Regions from separate parts of the Gossypium hirsutum genome. Here all the other regions are linked to region 1. The links are chromatin contacts, called in public Hi-C maps. All regions are on one chromosome and are shown on one strand. Each heading gives the region's core, a stretch centred on a gene start, on an enhancer-like site or on the middle of the called end of the contact. The rest is flanking DNA. Distances are from core to core; before and after follow the strand shown.

The links. Hi-C and Micro-C count contacts between places; a contact is called where the count stands out from the background.
Region 2: a contact with region 1 is called in a Hi-C map of leaf, with 1.8 times the contacts expected there. The contact joins the promoter of LOC107945600 here to the promoter of LOC107945612 in region 1. A contact is called at or near these places in 3 of 34 Hi-C or Micro-C datasets (all in leaf).
Region 3: a contact with region 1 is called in a Hi-C map of leaf, with 2.2 times the contacts expected there. The contact joins the promoter of LOC107945594 here to the promoter of LOC107945612 in region 1. A contact is called at or near these places in 2 of 34 Hi-C or Micro-C datasets (both in leaf).

Annotation. Positions count from the first base shown.
Region 1 is chrD12:39,010,513-39,013,988 of Gossypium_hirsutum_v2.1, forward strand. LOC107945612 (transketolase, chloroplastic) reads left to right here and starts at 1,928. Exons shown (of 12, transcript XM_041106656.1): 1 at 1,928-2,177; 2 at 2,432-2,591; 3 at 2,755-2,823; 4 at 2,889-3,019; 5 at 3,130-3,250. It also overlaps the pseudogene LOC107945611.
Region 2 is chrD12:38,823,850-38,827,439 of Gossypium_hirsutum_v2.1, forward strand. It overlaps LOC107945600 (putative disease resistance RPP13-like protein 1), which reads right to left and starts at 1,365. Exons shown (of 2, transcript XM_016879661.2): 1 at 1-1,365. The coding sequence starts at 564. LOC107945601 reads right to left here. Exons shown (of 3, transcript XM_016879662.2): 2 at 3,578-3,590; 3 at 2,421-2,715. The coding sequence ends at 2,593.
Region 3 is chrD12:38,767,839-38,771,473 of Gossypium_hirsutum_v2.1, forward strand. LOC107945594 (protein transport protein SEC31 homolog B) reads right to left here and starts at 1,370. Exons shown (of 22, transcript XM_016879652.2): 1 at 632-1,370. The coding sequence starts at 948. It overlaps LOC107945595 (probable aspartyl aminopeptidase), which reads right to left. Exons shown (of 6, transcript XR_005921610.1): 5 at 2,845-2,921; 6 at 2,180-2,761.

The DNA of each region.
Region 1 (3,476 bases), core at 678-3,177:
GTGGATGCTACTAGGAAAAACCTTACGTGGCCACACGAGCCATTCCATGTACCCGAAGATGTTAAAAGGTAAAGAGATTTGTAGAGGTTTTAATATATGCATTTGATTATGTTTTCTTGTTTGGTGTTCGAAACTTTTTCCCGTATTTATAGGCATTGGAGTCGCCATGTCCAACAGGGAGCTGCCCTTGAAGTCGAATAGAATGAAAAGTTTGCTGAATATGAGAAGAAATACAAAGATGAAGCTACAGAGCTCAAATTAATAATCACTGGTGAACTACCAGCCAGATGGGATAAGCACTTCCAGTGAGTAATCCTCTTATTGTCTTGATTCCTGAGTCTCAACTAAATTTAGTCAAACACTTAAATTCTTAGACAAATCTTGTTTCGTATGTAAAATGAGCCTTTTTTGTTTACAAATTTTCAAATATATACTCTGGAGAGCCCGGCTAATGCTACGAGAAACCTCCCTCAACAAAATCCCAATGCTTTTGTAAAAGTACTCCCGGGTTTTCTCGGTGGAAGTGCAGACCTTGCTTCTTCCAACATGACCTTGCTCAAAATGTATGGTAATTTTCAAAAAGACACCCCCGAGGAACGTAATATTAGGTTTGGTGTTAGAGAACACGGAATTGGAGTCATTTGCAACAGCATTACATATCATAGCCCCGACCTTATTCCGTATTGTGCTACTTTTTTCGTTTTCACCGATTACATGATAGCTGCTATTAGGATGTCTGCATTGAGTCAAGCCAGAGTTATTTACATTATGACACACGATTCCATTGGTAGCAGGGAAAATGGACCAACCCATTAACCAATCGAACACTTAGCTAGCTTTCATGCAATGCCTAATGTTTTCATGCTTCGTCCAGCTAATGGAAACGAAACTGCCGGTGCATACAAAATTACTATCCTCTATAGAAACACACATTCCATTATCACACTCTTTCAATGAGAACTACCCCAACTATTTAGAACTTCCATCGAGGGGGTCGAAAAAGGTGGCTACATTATATCAGACAATTTTTCAGGAAACAACCTCGACATAGTCCTAATCGGAACTGGTTCTGAATTGGAAATTACTGTTAAAGCTGCCAACGAACTAAGGAAGGGCAGAAAAGCTGTTCGGGTCGTCTCCCTTATTTCTTGGGAACTATTCGATAATCAATGAAACGCCTACAAAGAAAGTGTTTTACCATCTAGTGTATCATCTAGGCTAAATATTGAAGCTGAATCAACTTTCGGGTGGAATAAGATTGTTGGATTGAAAGGGAAGGCAATTGGAATTGATTGGTTTGGGACAAGTGCACCGACAGGTAGATTATACAAAGAATTCAATTTAACACCAGAGGTTGTTGTTGCAGCAGCAAAGGAACTTTGCTAGGCATTATTAGGTGCTTTTTGTGGCTGTTTTTGTTTTTAATAATAAAAGGAACCATCCAAATTTCTTATGTTGCTTTTGTGATTTTATATGTTTATGAATTTGTAATTCCTCTTTGAACTATTTTCAATTTGTTGGTGTCATGAGTTAATTAGATACTAACTTAATTGATAAATTATTAAATGAGTTATTTTATAATAAAGATATTTTTGTCTTTTCATATTCTTTTTATATAAAATCAATAATAATCCAATTATAATGAGATTTAACTCTAAACGTAATATGTTTTAAACATTTAATTTTAACATTTCAATTAAATATTCATTTGATTTTTATATTAACTTTTTTTTTGAAATTTTCAGATTGGGCTTTTTATTAATAAAATAATAAACAACATCTGTTCAAACAAATTATACCTAAACTTAAGAAAACGACCCAAAAATATTAATCCAAAAAAATTGATACCTAAACCTAAGCAAACGACCCATTACAGATGGCCATAGTCAAACAAATATCTAGATATTATTATGGAAAACTCTAGAAACGACACTAAATGCACCGATCCGTTGCCCAATCAGAATTTACTGAAATCTATTTTTTCCTCTTTATGTCATTTCAATTTCCTTTTGACGATTTCAATTTTCAAAACTTTCCTTGTAGATTGCTTCATTTCCTTTTTTGTTTTGAAACTTTCTCTCTTCCATTCTTCATCTCCTGAAGCTTTCCTAATCTGGTTCGTACACCCCATCATACCTTGTTTGATCTTCAGCATACGCAGGGACCTCCATTTCCAGGTATATTTCCTCTCTTCTTCTTAGCGTTTCTTTTGCAAGAATATGTGCAAGATTGTTCGCAGATCTTGGTGTATGTTGAAATCTGATATTATTTAAGCCTTTTATTTTCTGTTGGATATCATAAATATATGCCCCTACTAGTGATCGATCTTGACCCTTTGTGTTGCATTTCTTTATTATTACGAGGGAATCTCTTTCAAAGATGATTGACTGCCATCCCTTTTTCGACTCCTATTTGGACTGCTTTTCAACAGGCTATTGATTCAGCAGCAAGAGCAGAGGATATGTCTTTGTGGATTTCTGAACAAGATAAAAGAACTTTTCCTTCCGCATCTCTGGCCAAAATACCTGAAGCTGACCGGTTCTGGCTCTCATTGTATGCACCGTCAAAGTTAATCTTGATGAAATCCCACTGTGGGTACCTCCATCTTTTGTTTTTTGTTATTATTACCGGGTCTCTTTTTTCAAAACCAGTTAGCTCAGTAATGTAATTTTTTATAAAATTTGCAATTTACTTTCCATTTCTGACTTTTTCTTCGTGTACTCTTCTGTTTCGATCTCATCATATGGCCCAAAGTACGCAGTAGAAAAGGCGACCTTGACAAGGGTTGAGCTGCTCAAACACCTAGATAAGCCACTGTACAAAGTCCGTGTTTTGATTCATCATAATATTCTGAAATGATAGTGTTATCCATACTTCTACTGTAACAGGGCATTCTCGAAATAAATGGTTCATTGTTTCAGCTATTTCTCCACATCGGGGACAATTTGTGTTGACTGCTAGCTTCCTGTGCTGCATATTTACCTTTGTAGGCAGATAATTCCATGAAAGCCTCCATATTGTAAGCTTTATTTTTGTTGGTAGATTCAGGCTCTAAAGTTTTTTGTAGAATTTTCTGTAGATGGTTTGTAAAGCATAAGCTCTAGGATTTTCATCCGAACTCTGTAATAGTTTATAGGCACTTCGGACCGTGAATTCACCCGACATTTCACCTCCCCAAATGAGAAAATCTTTATGAGGTGTTCGTGCCAGAGGGATTCGAAGGATTCTTACAGCGTCTTCTTCTGTGAAGGTACTATTTATCAGCTCCTTTTTCCGAAGTCTATTATTACTGTCGATCAACTCATTAACTTTGGACTCGTGCATAGAATTGATCACTGTTGATAATTTAAAATTAACTGAATCTGGAATCCAAGCATCATTAATAGATATACTAGTACCCGTACCCACCCTCCAACATTGTCCTTTTGTCAATAAGGCTTTAGCTGCCCAAATACTTTTCCACACGTAGGAACAAG
Region 2 (3,590 bases), core at 115-2,614, 190 kb before region 1:
ATCACTTGTCCTACCATAAACACGAGACTCGTCAACAAGAGAAGTGGTGCAACTCTGAAATACTTTCTCAGACCTCCCTCTACCAATCTCTTCTAAACTGAAATCATTCTTTCGTGCCACTAACTCATCAAACTTTGCAGTAATTTCTTGTATTCGGAACTTCATCTTCCCATCAAACTTAATAGCATTTGGATTGATAGCACGGAAACAAGATGGAAAGAAGTTCCATACCTTAGTGGTGCTTGGTGAAGACAGAGTGTGCTTCATTTGTTTCCGCCGCAAAGCCTCGGTGGCAAGTTCGTCAACAACATCTTCGGCATCAAAGGCAACATCCTGTAAGTCCCCGAGCCAAAGTTTGACAGATCGAGTTGTGATTTGCTTTTCTTCGGCATCCTCAAGCGAGGCGTTCAGTTTAAGCAGCAAATTCTGCCACTTATTCAATTCGGCTACAAGTTGCTCCTCCCGTGAGAATTTATTGAAGTCGGGGGACAACAGAGTTTCACAGAGGGAGCGGAAGCAAGCAGAGAGCAGAGCATCAGCAACACCAGACACAATAATTTCCATCTGAGTGAAACCGAGAAATGGAAGAGGATTATCTTAAGCTTCCTTTGTCTTGAATATCATCATCATCATCATCATCATCATCATCAAGTATCAAGTCATGCACTCTTCAGACAACATCAAGTGATGATCACTAGAGAGTAGGGATGAGATGTGCACTGTGCAGAGTCCAGTTGCCTTTGGCGTCCAACCAAATACTTGGAATAATAAGAAGACAATACCCGTAACACTATTTGCCTTCAGATTCATTCCGGATAAGTACTAGTTAAAACCCCAACCTGAGTTGAAATATGTCAAGGAAAAGGAAATAGAAAACACACTCGGACAGTCCAACAAAAATACTGACATTGATATTATCTTTGTTTATTATTTAACCCATATGTTTTGTAATATTCTTTCATAAAATAAAATAAAAATAGTATAATTAAAAAATGAATAAAAATCATTGTAAAAAATAAAAATTCTTCAAAATAAATGAAAAAAAAAAGAGTAAATAATAATTAGTCCACCACCGACATCATCTTCTTGTTGATGTCTTTTGTTTAAATAATAATTAGTGCACCACCGACATCATCTCCTTAATGTTATTGGTGTCTTTTGTCTATGATATTATGAGCAATTTATTTTATACATACTTTAATAAATTTACGCATTTTAACCTTTTGGTTAAGTCCAAATCACAAGTTGTACCAAAAATAACTAAATTCGTGTATTATTGTTTAAAGATAATATAGTTTTTAACTCTTGAAAATATAATTTTTTTATTTCAAAACTTCGATATCTATACTTTCTTTTTATTTTTTATTTTGATCTTTAGATTGAGACTTGTAACTAGATCTATTTTGATATTTGAATTTGAATTCAATCAAAATTTGATAATATAAAACCGAATCGAGTGAACCAAGAATTGATCAATATAAAAGTCCAAACAAAAAGATTGAACTAATTGTCTTGAAATTTATTTGAAATAGGTAAAAATTGAAAATAAAGACAAAAATCAATAATTGAACAAATTTAGTAAAAAATTATTTTTTTAGATTTTTATGATTTTTAAAACAATTAATTTAATTATTGTTAGTTTGATGATTGAATTAATTAAACTAGTCAAATAAAAAATTAATAGTTTGATTTATTCAACCGGTCTGATTATTAAAACATTAAATGTAACACTTTCAAATTGTACTATATTATCATTTAAAAATTTATTAATTTTTTAAGTTCATAGATCAAAATAAACTTAATTGTTAAATTCAAGTACCAAAATAGACCAATAAAACATACAACTACCAAAGTGAACTTAATTACCAAATTCAAAAGTCAAAATCATATTAACCCTCATTTTAACTTCCATATAAATCTAAATTCATATTCTAGTTCTGAATACCAGTATTTTCCCTCTAATTATGATTTCAAATTTAAGGCTTAAATAAAACTGAGGCGTTATTATTGAGCTTAATTGTAAATCCTGTAATAATAGTGGTTTATATTGCTCCCAGATGAACTTTTGGGATAAAAAGCGCTTTTGAGATAAATACTTTACTAAACAAAATGTTTTTGAACTTTTTAGAAGTACTTTCGGGACAAAATAATGCTTTGCAAAAACACTTTTTTTTACTAAATGCAGAAGCAGAAAATTTTAACTTTTACACAAAAGTGCATTTTGACCCAAAAGTACTTCTGAGAAACAATGCTAAACTGGTCCTAAGATACCACCTTCATTCCCATTTCTCGACCTAGCCTGCTAGCTTCTTGGTTAGCTGAACATGTTGACTTCCCTTTCATTATTATCCTCAATTGAGTTATTATACCCAAGCATTTTAGTTAAATATCCATAGTAACTAGTAGCATATCTATCCATGGAAGCGCAAAAAGATAAACACTATATTTTATCAAAAACACATTTCACAACAGAATTGATCTTCAAACAAAAAGGCTGGTTTAGGTTGCATTACTTGGGGAAAAAATCTCCTCTAATCCAAGCTGAAGGTTCTTGGGTTAGAACTTGGAGCCCTATTTGACAAAGCATCATTGCTATTCCTTCACATTACCAGAAGATTCTGGAGGTGGCTTCACAATACTTAGTTGGCCTCCATCCTTGTTAGCAACGGTGGCTGCTTTTATCTCATTGCAGTGATTTATGAACTTGGTCAACTCCTGCTCTCATCAAGTAAAGAAGAGACTCTGTTACTGTTAGCAAACTCTGTCACTGTTATTCACAGTGCCAAGAAATACACGTATATCCGGTGGAAAGAAAAGAAAATATATCTCTGCATGTAGCTTCATGAATCAATAATTACGATGTGCAATGCCAGTCTTCCATTGGAAAAAAGAAATATAGCTCAAATGACCCCCATATACTCTTTAAATTCTTAAAATCTTCAACTAACACAAATACTCGTAACAAACTCCAGCTTATATTCTATTTAGGCTAAGCTCAGCATAAGTCAAAGACTAAATAACAAACCTACATGTATGCACAGAACCGGACACTCAGTCAAGCAAGCGAGATAAAGAACTACACATGTAGATAGCGAAATTAAAAAGATTTTATGTGATACAGTGGGTAGACCCAGCATCAAAATGAAACAATTATAAGGCCCCATAGATAAGCTGAAGTAAGCAAATAGTTGTCAAAACCTTCCAATTCCAGTGGCCAACAGTTTTGCTACGACGGAACCAAAACACAGTGAACAAGTGAGAGATCAGGGTGAATTCAAGCTCACAGTTTTTCTTTAATACAAGTGAATTTGATCCAGAGTGCCATAGGATTGGTAATTTAACCACAAAATCGTTGCTAATATTTAATAATTGTGACCTGATGCACCTAAAATCAGCAAAACAAAATAAATCTCAGCTAGCAAATTGAACCTCGACGACTAAACAAAAGCACTATAAGCAACTACTAATTCAATCTCAATTAAATTTAATCAAACAGCTCATAAAACTGCAAAACAACAGAAACAAGCAATAGATTCAAAGAAAATGAGCAAGGAAAGAGAGACAATTGAATCTTTACTCGATCAGCGTCC
Region 3 (3,635 bases), core at 120-2,619, 240 kb before region 1:
TGCAAACCACTCGTCTTGACTACTCAAAGACAGTGCAAAGATCAGACACGGCAAACTAACATTCATTTAACTTATAACAGCTCAACACAAACAAGGCAATAGAAATTTACTTGGGAACTGAATTTCAAAATATTTCAGCCAGAATTAATTCCGTCCAACCATTCATCAAATAATGTAATAATAAATAATCTAAAGCTCATAAATTGTGGGCGCGTTATTACTAAATCAAATCATAAAAATTCTAGCCTTAAATTAAACAAGCTCAACAGCTTAAATACCAATTTTTATAGACCATATGAAACACGAAATTCCCTTCGGTACCCAATTGATCCACTCCAAAGAACCAGGCAATTCAATGTAAATAAGTACCAAAAAGTATAGAAAGCTGAGATAGAAAGTGTATCAATGCGCAATAAATAACTCCATAGTATATAGCAACTTGCTAGAAGGCAGTCACCCTTTTACACAGACATTATATACAATTAAAACCCGCAATATACCCAATTACCTTAAAGATTAAGAAAAATGCCTTGCAATTTACCACATTTCCAATTCAACTGAAAATTAAGGTGAATTAGATAAAGCAAACTAGATGCATATTATAGAGAGAGCTTATAAAAATCCAATTTACCCAATCAGGGTTAAGGGATTCCAAAGATCGATGTTGCCATCAACGAGGCCACCAGCAATGAGCCCGAGTGAAAACTCATCGGAAGCGGATCCGTTCTTGGCCCAAGTGAGGCGGTTAAAGCGCTCTGAGCTGGGATACTCGCCTACGACGGTAAGCTCACGATCGTCATTCTGGAAATCAAGCTTAAAGATCTCTAGACTCGCCGATGAGCTGAATGATAGATCCACTGCTCCAGCCATGGTCCCCGCTGCCATATATGGCGCGTCCGGCGCCAGTACCACTGACGCCGATCTATTCACCCCTTTTATACACGCCATTTGATTAAAGGCAAATTTTTTACGTTTCCTTATCCCAAAAATGCCTATTGTTTTATCTTTCGGTACTAGTGGAAAAACAAACAAAGAGTGATAGTAAGTATCGGCGGATATATGAACTGAAACAGAAGAACTCCAAGGACAGATCTGATTTGGATTAAAATGGTGATAATTTGGACAATTAGGCTTGATCTAATTTTGGGAAATTATTAATGGAAGAAACAAAAAGAAAGAGCTCGATCAACGGGCCAAACAGAGGAAGATTTTGTGTTCAAAACACAGTGGAGTGAGGGCTTTTTTTTCTTCCTCTCTTCTTTTTCTGCTGGCGATGGAGGAGAAGAAAGGAGAGTGGTAAACCGGTAATTTTATTTTATGTTTTGTTTTTCAATGATGAGAGACTTGGAGTTTTATCAGCACATCGAATCAAAATATGACAGGTGGATCCAAGAACCAACCAACTTAAAAAGACCCTTCATTTTGTAAACCGTTAATGCGAGGGAAACGCATCCTTATTTGGTTTGGGCTATGAATCTATCACACCCACAAAAGTGGGCATAATGAAATCATCCAAAAGCACCCATGGATAGAGTCCAATCCAATTGGACAAGGAAAATTTAAAAGTGCTTTTAATTTTAGGGTTAGTTTAATATTATTTTTAAAAATGCTTTAAAAAAACAGTATAATTGAAAAGTATTTTTAAATAGTTTGTTTAAAATTTAACAACACGTTTGGTTCGCTGTATTGGAATAGAGGCGTAATGGAATAGAGGCGTAATAGCAAATCAATTGTTTGGTTGAATGTAATGGAATAGAGGCGTAATAGTATTCTTGTGTTTGGTTGAATGGAATAGAGGTGTAATAGCATAAGGAAAAAAATTAAAATGACTAGAATACCCTTAACAGAAATTTGTTTAGATAAATGATTATTGTTATTGTTATTAAATTTTAATAAAATTATTAATATCAGTAATAAATAATTTAATCATATTTTAACATAATTATTATTAAATATATTTTAATTAAAATATATAATTTAATAAAATTCTTAATAATCAATATTCTTATATGAATTTATTAAAATCATAATATATGATACTATAAAATATAATTTAAAATAATTAATATTAAATATATTTTAATTAATATTAAATAATTAATGTTGACAAATGTTTGTTCTCATCTTGGTTACCATCAACATGCCCTTCATCTTCTAACTAATTGCCAGAATGCCACTATAAACAATAATTGCAGTCCTTCAATTCAGAAATGAAAATTTCTCCAGCCAAAGTGTCCAAATTGATGATAACAGGAATTCTTTACTAGTTGTGCAATAAAACAGATACATGAATCCGATATCCAAGGAAAGCTAAATCCTGCAAAAATTTTACATGTCTCTCTCAATTCTCAAGATCCTTCTCCTTTTATATGTATAAATACAGTGGTTGTATAAGATAAATGATTTCCTCCCATGTATACTTTCTTTCTTTTTTTTTATCTGCAAAATTCATGGTGGGTAAACTCTATACATTGTTTTTTCTGGGTTTCTGAACATGGCTTTTCCAACTATAGCACTCGGATTTTGCATCTTCATCATCTTCCATGCTCTCACACCCTGTAGTGGAGGTCCCTCCGGTGTTTGTGGCTAACTGGAGAGGACCTTGAGGGGAACCCGACTGCGAACTGCTCCTTTTCGAGGATTCTCCAAACTGATCTTGACACATCCATGCATGACCACCACCCAAAACAAGGCCTGATTGATTTGCAGGGGTTGTTGTTGTTGTGGTAGCTGGAAGTCTTCGTGTGTGTAGCCGGTATTTCTGGAAATCAGAGAAGTTCTTACATCAATACTTGATATCAAAACTTGAAAAGAAAACCATTAATAACAAGAAAGAACCCTCACCTGCAAATGACTCTTAACTTCATCATTGGTTAAGCCATCTACTTGCATAAGTTCCCTAATCTCAATTCCCAATAGATCTATGGAATCCCAGTTTCGAATATATTATCATCTATGGTCTCAAACAAAACTAGTTATACATGTATAATTCAAACACATATTGAAAAACATTTGTTGGACTCTAATCTATATTTTCCATCATATTAAGTGCAAATCCAGTCTTCCCATTAACCAAACTTCTTAATTCTAATCTAGCAGGATAATAAACATGAGATAATATATTAACAAACGGCGAATTTTGTACACTCAATAACCATAAAAGAAATCATACATAAAACTACAGTAGCATATTATTTTTCAAGATGTTGTTCCTTCTAAACCTGCCCTTTATGACAGCAAGAGTCAACTTATACACAGGAAAAGATGAAAAGGAAAATATTTGCAAGTTTTTGAGACATCTTCAAACTCGTATCCGGAGATATACCAAAAAAAGGCCAGCCATGAATACTTCAGGAAAAGAAATAAAAGTTGCAAGTCTAGACGCTGAAAAAAAGATCACATAGCTAAACAATAACATAATGTAATTTTGCTAACCTCAGAACCAAGCATTTTAGTGACTGTCAACAAAAGAATCTAAAGCTGCTGCCATCTTCTAAACTCACAAACTTAAAGAGATGCAGACAATTTAAAACTTCAAACAAAAGAAATGAGAACTTTGCATAACAAAGTAAAGAAACATAAACATCTAAAGCAACAATTTTGCACCAGTTAACACTCTGCCATGAATTGATACC